Regions from separate parts of the Mus musculus genome. Here regions 1 and 3 are each linked to region 2. The links are chromatin contacts, called in public Hi-C maps. All regions are on one chromosome and are shown on one strand. The core of a region is the stretch at or near the end of the contact, and the rest is flanking DNA. Distances in the headings are between cores, read along the strand shown.

The links. Hi-C and Micro-C count contacts between places; a contact is called where the count stands out from the background.
Region 1: a contact with region 2 is called in a Hi-C map of cerebral cortex, with 2.4 times the contacts expected there. The contact joins the enhancer-like site here to the promoter of 5930438M14Rik in region 2. A contact is called at or near these places in 4 of 484 Hi-C or Micro-C datasets (cerebral cortex and cortical neurons) and 2 of 115 datasets of contacts at active chromatin or transcription factors (embryonic stem cells and neural progenitor cells).
Region 3: a Hi-C map of cerebellar granule neurons shows a contact between it and region 2, with 1.5 times the contacts expected there. The contact joins the enhancer-like site here to the promoter of 5930438M14Rik in region 2. A contact is called at or near these places in 6 of 484 Hi-C or Micro-C datasets (the N1E-115 cell line, cerebellar granule neurons, cerebral cortex and 2 more), 1 of 115 datasets of contacts at active chromatin or transcription factors (cardiomyocytes) and 1 of 9 other capture datasets (embryonic stem cells).

The regions. Positions count from the first base shown.
Region 1 is chr13:100,846,135-100,848,834 of GRCm38.p6, forward strand. No RefSeq gene overlaps it. Among named protein-coding and RNA genes, the nearest start is that of Slc30a5, 14 kb to the left of the region's middle. Within about 2 kb of position 1,282, at least 45 of the 459 cell types and tissues checked have an H3K27ac peak or open chromatin away from gene starts, as enhancers often do. A contact at or near this core is called in cerebral cortex, where this site is marked.
Region 2 is chr13:101,230,803-101,233,556 of GRCm38.p6, forward strand. It overlaps 5930438M14Rik (RIKEN cDNA 5930438M14 gene), which reads left to right and starts at 1,325. Exons shown (of 4, transcript NR_046158.1): 1 at 1,325-1,564. All of the region lies in intron 2 of Gm36427 (a long non-coding RNA gene), which reads right to left.
Region 3 is chr13:101,549,817-101,552,516 of GRCm38.p6, forward strand. The region is part of intron 2 of Gm36475 (a long non-coding RNA gene); the gene reads left to right. Among named protein-coding and RNA genes, the nearest start is that of Gm41043, 3.0 kb to the left of the region's middle. Within about 2 kb of position 1,340, at least 17 of the 459 cell types and tissues checked have an H3K27ac peak or open chromatin away from gene starts, as enhancers often do. A contact at or near this core is called in the N1E-115 cell line and cerebellar granule neurons, where this site is marked.

The sequences.
Region 1 (2,700 bases), core at 32-2,531, 380 kb before region 2:
AATCAGTAAGTCTTATACACACAGAAATAAACAAAAAAACAAAACAAAACAAAAAAACCAAATAACAAACCCAAAACACTTGTTTAATAAAAATGTAAAACAAAAGAAACCCAAGCCCCCAAACTGAAACAAAACACTAAAAAAACCCGTCTCCCCCCCCTCCCCCAAACTCAAATCTACAAATCTCCACAATATACCAAGCCGAGAGAAAAACTGATTAATGAGCCATAAGTTGCATCATTGTCTTGTTCAGGAGATGAGTCATGACTGAGATGCCAGGGTCTCCTCCCGCATCCCTGTGGGCACAGCATTCGGGGACAGAGATCAGCTGTAAGCACACTAAGTGGCTGTACTTGTCATCACTAGGAAACTTACAGTCATCAGTCTTGGAGTTCTGTGCTCGCAGCCGTGGCCCCTAATGTACAGAGCTGACTGGAGGTTACTTACAGAGAAGCGTGCTTTAGTCAGCCCAGGCTGTTTACCAGTGCACCACAGGCAGCGTGGCTGCTGAAGCAACCAACACAGATATTTATTATGCCTTATAACATTAGCAAAATTATAGTTATGAAGTAGCAATGAAAATCGTTTTGTGGTTGGGGGATCACCAGAACATGAGGAGCTATATTGAGGGTCTTGAACTCACAGCCCCAGGAAGGTTGAGATCCACAGACGCAAGGATCCCAACTTGAGTGTGGGTGGTCTTGTTCTCACAACTGAACACAAACCTTATTAGTGCTCAAAGGCCCCACTTCCAAATGCTATCACCTGTGATGACTGGGGTTTCAACATAAAAGCTTTGGTGGCGGGGTAAACAAATATCAGTACAAACGGGTGTGGTGGTTTACAACTATAATTCCTAACGTGTGAAAGTAGAGGCTGGAGGGTCCGGAGCTCAAGATCACTCTCTGATACAGAGTAAATAGCCTGGGCTGCAGGAGACTGTCGCAGCCGCCAAACCAAATCCCATTCGCTCTCCAGCAGAGGCAGTGGCAAATTATATTGTAATCTCTATTTTAAAGAAAAGCTCAGTGGCTGAAGTTGGTGAGCCTAAGCTGTTCGAGCACTGTCCTAACGACAATGGGCTCACCATCTTCAGTCTCGTCATTCATCTGAGTTCATTTGTTAGGTATCAAGTGTTGTGTGATGTAATGAAGAAATCAGCCTGAAGAGAAGGGAGAGAAGAAAAAAATGTGAAGCCACTAGAGGACGATGTAATACAACAATACAATGAATCCAGACAGTACAAACACAGTGGAAGCTCCGCGGAGTGGGCGGGCGGGCACTGCAGCCTCCCGGGACTGGGGAGCGAAGCTGGCCTTCAGCTGCATCTTCCCATCTGCCCAGGGAAAACAGCTCACGCGTACTTGAGAACTCCCACTTTAGAGGCTGACTTTGGATGAGTTTTACTGAAAGTCTAGCGTGTCTTTGGCCGATTTTCTGCCTCTTGCAGGTCTCCTGAACTTCTTTTCCCTCTCAGAAAAGCTCACCCCTGGGAATGGGCTAGGATGTGGCTCAGTGAGTAGAACGCTTCTTTTCCTCCCATCCTAACCCTTGCTTTCAGTTCCAAGGAGCCAGTAAAAAAAAAAAAAAAAAAAAAAGGCATGGTGGTCCGTGCCTGTAACCCTCAACTCCTGGGAGTTGGAGGCAGGAAGATCAGAAATTAAATTTAAAGTGGCAAGTTGCAGGCCCTCTGGGTTACATGAGACCTTGTCTCAAAAAAAAAAAAAAAAAGGTTATTTATTTATTTATTTTTCTGTTGAATGCAGCTGGATTTTGGGTTTTGATCACCCAGAGGCTAACTTACTTTCACTGTAATACATTTTGATTTTTTTTTTTTTTTCATCATTTGGATTACTGAGGAGTTTCTAATTCATTCTTTTTTTTTTTTTTTTTTTTTTTTTTTTTTGATTTTTCGAGACAGGGTTTCTCTGTGTAGCCTTGACTGTCCTGGAACTCACTTTGAAGACCAGGCTGGCCTCGAACTCAGAGATCCGCCTGCCTCTGCCTCCTGAGTGCTGGGATTAAAGGCGTGCGCCACCACGCCCCCCCTAATTCATTCTTGAAAAAAATTATTTAATTAATTTTAAACAGAGTTTCACTGGCTAATCTGGACCTCTATGTAGGCTAGGCTGGTCTTGAGCTCACAGAGATCCATCTGCCTTTGCTCCACACCTGGCTCAATAACACTTTGATATCAAGCTGGATAATTGTTTGAAATTGGGCCTCATTATATACTGCAAAATGGACTTTAACTCACACATGTAGCTGAGGCTGGCCTTGAACTCTTGATCCTCCTGCTTGTTGGGATTCTGGGTATGTGACGCTATTTCCAATTTAAGTAATTCTTTGAATGTGTTCCCTTGTTTCGTCCTTTCATACTTGTATTTCCATCACAATATGATCTGAGTGGAGACTTTGAGAATGTCAGTAGTGTTCTTTTGATGAATCTTTGTATTTAAAAAGGGCACCAGAATATTTGTCTTGGATTTATAAGTATTTAAAATTACTTACTGGAGTCCTCAGTCACTATGAGTTGCATATCGAGTGCTTGCCTCCATAAAGCATGCCCTTAGCATGCACTAGGTGAAATGAATAGACCCCTGAGTGGGGGAGGGGGGCTCCACAAGTTCTTGAGGAATCTCAGAGAGAGACAGAACAGAAACCCTGTCAGAGTTCAGCTTGCTTGTCCATAGGTCACAG
Region 2 (2,754 bases), core at 75-2,574:
CATCTACATCCCAGTGTGATTTTCTCCAAATACAGAAAGCTGATTTTTCCACCACCTGTATGTGTTTGGATCACAGAGTTTTGGTGATCTGTATTGTCCCACCGTGCCTCTGTCTATGGAAGTGTGTGGTTACCGTTGAGGAAGAAGCTCACCGTTGAGGGCTTTCTCTGAGAAGTAGGGTAGCCTCTGCAGTCTAGGCAATGCCACATGCTCCCAGACACTCCCAGAGAGAAGTGTAGGGAGGACAGTTGGCCTTGCTGGTGGACAGTAGGATTAAGGTTTTCAGTGACACAGCAAGTGTTTACTTTCTACACAGTAGGTGATTCTGGGTATCTCCGGTCTCTTTGCATCCTCTTCCCAGGTTGGATTGAAAGGTACATATTGGGTTTGTTTTATTTCTGCCAGCATCTTAAGCATCAAAGCAGTTGGGCAAAAACAAAGTAAAACAAAAACAAAACAACAACAACAACACACACACACACACTAAATAAATAAAAAGCAGAAGACACTGCCAGAATTCCCATCAGAATATCCATTTCATCCTAAGCATTGGTTTTGCTGTAATGTCAGAAGTCAGTAGTATTAGTATCTGGTCTCAGCCTGTTTGGACCACCCTGGACATCCACCTTAATCTGCAGACAGTGAGCAAGAGAGCTAGTTTTACACCATGCATCTCATTCCCACATTATACATCTGTTCTCAGAGATGACATGAGGATGTTGGTCTTGTCTTCCTCGTCCCTGTAGCAGGGTGGCAGGTGCTGCTGCTCCTGTGGTTGGTAAGGCTAATTGCCTTGCTCTGGATCTGGGGGGTGGGGGGCACATTGGCTCTATTCCACATTGGCTTTGTTTGAGAGTGCATTAAAGATTTTCAGTTATCCTGAAGACTTTTCAGCAGGACTGGGTACAGCCTACAGGGATATACAGGTCATCAGAAGAGGCAAACATGATACCTAATATCCTCTTCAGCATGTCTGTCAGCCAAAATCCGGGGCAGAGGTGCATTTCCCAGGGTTTATGAATCTACTAACTTTGTCAAAAAGAGAATGGTCAGGCCAGCTAATTCTGCTGTTGATAGAAATTATAGTCATCTAATATTTTACAACTTCCATGAAAATCAGCTTAATGTGTGAAGGCTCCTTGCTCTTTTCAGTAGGTTTTTAAATGCTATAGCAATTACTTTGGCTGCAGTAAAAACTTGAAACTATTCAGAGTATACGTAGTTTCCTTTCACTATCCCGAGTGGCATACATAGTTATTACGATTTAAAGAGTTTTGGCCGTCAGAACATAAAATTCTAAGAGCTTGAGTGAAGAAGTGGGGATGAAGGGACAAAGGAAGAAAGGCGAAGGGAAGAGGAAAGGATTTTTGAAAATGGCTTTTAGCTGTTTAATGACATTTTATAGTCTACTGTCGATCTGAAAGCCCCTTCAGAGGGCTCTGTGGGTCGCTCCATCAATCCCCACTTTTCCCATCAGAGTTGATAAAGACGAATGGCAACAGACATGAAATATGGGAGAAGAGATGCTAAAGATGCGAACAGTTGATTGCTGAAATCCTGCCAGGTAGTTTTCATATCCCAGAGTCCCAACACCTGTGGGGATGCTTGGACTGTGCACATGGCCTCATTGTGGACCAAGCAAATGAATGAAATGTAACTTCTTGCTTTGTAATCCAAGGGTGGCGTGTGTGTGTGTGTGTGTGTGTGTAGCCTAGGGTGGAGTGTGACAAAGTACTACTGAAGATAGAAAGAAACAAGGCTTTTGGACCAGGACAAATGTTAGCTTTACTTTCGTTCCCATTAATCCTGGGTTTGTTTGCTTTGATGGCACTGCCATTTAAGTATCACAGAGAGTAATTGAGAGCATAAATATTCATTATTAAAAAGTCTGAAAAGTGCACAGGTGGGTGGAGAAGAGGACTTTCATAGCCTCTTTGAGAGCCTCCTCCCTCACGTATTCCCTGCCCAGTGAATCTCATTAGTTGGTGTATAAGAGAGGAATTGTAATTCTGTCATGGTTGAATGTATTCTATTTCCTTCTGGTATTTAGAGACCCTCCCCCACCACAATTCCATAATTATGCCTTTGTGACAAGAAAGGTATAGGGATTCTCTGGGGCTTGGGAGTATCTTTGCTCGATCCTAAAAGTGTCTTTCTATTCCCTCTGTGCAGTGGTTTCTTCTTATCCTGCCTAGGATGGAAAGGTACAAAATGGGCTTCTAATTTCATGGTTGAAGTGACAAGAGATAATATCGGTGCAGTTCCTGGCAAACATTTTTTTTCTAATACAAATCTAGAATTTGTCTGTGTGGCCACAGCATGGTCAGGAAGATAAGCAGGTGTATGTGTGCATGTGTAGCTTCAATTTGTGTGTTCTTTTCTGAAGCAGCCTAAGATTTTGGCAGAATGATGTTCTCTATTTGCTGGGTGCAAGTACAGGTGGTTCTTCTGAGCATTTTGTAGCATCCCTTGAGATGTGATCATGGTAAGTGCAGAGTATTGGTCCCAGATGAAAAACAGGGTGTCAGTCCCCCTTAATTTCAGTTATTTCCAAATGTTAGCTCCTGCACAGCCTCTGCACATTGTTCTCCGGTGCTCACAGCAGAGCGATCTACAAGTAGCCAAGAAAGGAGAGGGTTAAGGAAAAGAAATGGGGTCCAACATGAACATCTTTTCCCCTTTTCAGCTTTTTAGAAGATAAATGTTTCAGATTTCAATCTGTGGTTCCCAGCAGTTCTTTGGGAACACTGCAGT
Region 3 (2,700 bases), core at 90-2,589, 320 kb after region 2:
AGTCACCACTCTCTTTCCCTCTCTTTAGCATGGGAGAGACTTGGGTGTCGTTTTTGCTACCTCTCCATGTGGGCTTGTGTTGAAAAACTGATCCTCCTCCTTCTGCCTCTATGGGTATTTTTGCTGTTTCCTTATCTGCTTACTTGTCTGTGTGTGTATGTATGCATGTATGTGTGTGAGTGGGTGTGTATGTGTGTGCATATATGTGTGTGTGACTGTGAGTGTGTATGTGTATATGTGTGTGTGTGAATGTATGGGATGTGTGTATGTATGTGTGTATGTGCATATGGTTGTGTATATGTGTGTGAATGTATGTGTGCGTGTGCGAGTATGAATGTAAGTGTGAGCATGTGTGAATGTGTGTGAGTGTGTGTGCTTGTGTGTGTGTGTGTGTTGCTGAAGACTGAACCCAGGACCCTTTGTATACTAGGATTGCTCTACCACTGGACTCCACGCCACCTCCCCTACTCTTCTCATGCCTGATGATTGTAGAGTGTATCTGAGTTCTGTTCTTCCTCAGCTCTATTTCTTCATTTCCAGACTCCTTTTAGGATCTCATTCCTGGTTCCAGCTTCAGTTTTGTCTCTGTGCAAGCTTCTCAGATCAGATGTGAACTACAGACAGCCTCTTCTGGTCTCAGCAGACACCCTCTTGGTGGCACACCTGGGAGTTGTTACAGATGTCTGGGCCCTACCATAAAACAGGCCCACTCACTCTGGGATAGGACCCCAGAGCGGTAGTTTTCTGGGGCTGCATTTATAAATTAGTACCAACTCGGTGGCCTGAATGAACACAAATGTATGCTTCTTATAGATTGTAGGCCAGAATTATTAAATGGAGTTCACGGGACTTAAATTTAGATGCCACTCCTCCTGGCGGCTATAGTGGAGATCCATCTGTTTGCCTCGTTTTTATTTGGAGGTCTGCCCTGTTTCTCCTGATCCTTTTTGGCATGTCACACCACCTTTTGTCTCCATTCTTCTCTGGTCACATTGTGTTCTCTCTCTCTCTCTCTCTCTCTCTCTCTCTCTCTCTCTCTCTCTCTCTCTCTCTCTCCTTTCCTCCTGCCCCTTTTCTCTCTCCCTCCAGTACACCCTCTCTTCCAACCCCCTTCTGTCTCTCTTCCCTAAGGCAGATTTAGATTTCATTTGATGCCTCCCTAGAAAATTCGGGATAATCTCTCCACCTCAATAGTCTAAAGAACATTAGCCACTTCTTTTCTGTCATTCAAATGATCACTGATTCTTGGATTGAGCTTCCAATATCCATCCTTATGGCCATTATCAGCCCAGTCTGCCAGGAAACTCTACCCTAGCCAAGCTTGAGAACCTCTCATAACAGAGTGAACCTCTTCAGGTTTCTTGGCTCCAGTCCACCCTGCTCAACATCTTTTTCAACATAACCTGTCACAATGGGCTCCTGGGGAAACTGCACAAAAATGTCGCTCTCTTTTCAGAACCCGTCACAAGTCCGGTGCACGCTGATATGAGGACTCCTAGCCTATCAAGCGGGGCCACCTGCCCTTCTGCACATACCTTTGGTTTCTGTATGCTGATTTTCTTAGAACAGGCCTGGTACTGTGATTGGCTGCTTTGCACGGTGGTGTCTCAGTCCCATGAGGCTTTCCTCACCTTGCTGTGCTCCCTGGCCTCTTACCCTGGAGTGTTGCCTTATTTTCCTTGGCGACAATATCCCAGTACCCCAGAGGGCAACCTTAACAACAGAAATGGCTTGAAACCTGAAATCTAGGTGTCAGCAAGGCTGATTTCCTCTGAGGTCTATGGGGGAAGTGGTAGGATATGCCCACAGCATCACTCCTTGGCTTTTGTGTGCCTGTTTCCTTCCATAACCCTTCAGATCACATTTCTTCTGTATCTGTCAACGAAATTTTCCTTCTTTAAGGATACATTGTAAGTTAGGGTCAAGGCCAACCTTGATAGACTCATTTTAACTTGGGCATTTTTTAAAAGATGGTATCTTTATACAAGATCTCACTGTGAGCTGTTAAGAGTTAGGGATTCTATATGTGACGTTGGGAGGGACACAGTTCAATCCGTAACCCTAGCTACGTTTGGTTTCTGAAGTGTTTGGCTCCCTCTGCTCTGGAGGCTGAGGGCTCCTCCCTCTTCTAAACAATATAATATAACCATATTTGCACATTCATTTGGAAAATCAGCAAACTAACCTGGGATGATATCTCTTTGAGCAATAACATATATATGCCACATAGGCATGTGTCCTTCCCAAATAGAGCCGAGCTTTGGAGGTAGCTGTGCGGCTATCTCATGCCACACGCTGCCTATGATATATATCTTCAGTATATATATATTTATTGACTTAATTTCAGGAAATTTGAGAGTTTAGATTGGAGAAATGAGCAGAGATCATGAAGATCATAGAAAATGATCCGGTATTTGTAGCCTTGGATGGAGGATACCTTCTAATGCCTTTATTTGGAGGAGGAAAACGTGCTTTATGAGATAGGTTTTGTCATGTAACTCTGGCTAGCCTCAAACTTACAATGATCCTTCAGCCTCAGCCTCCTGAGGACTGGGATTATATCCTATATGTTATATATATATTATATCCTATATGTCTATGTCAGGTTCCTGTGGAGCCTTTGTCGGAGAGAATCGAAGAGAATATTTTCAAGTGGCTGTCATGAAACACTGTGAGCCACCCAAAGCATAGGGGGAGAGG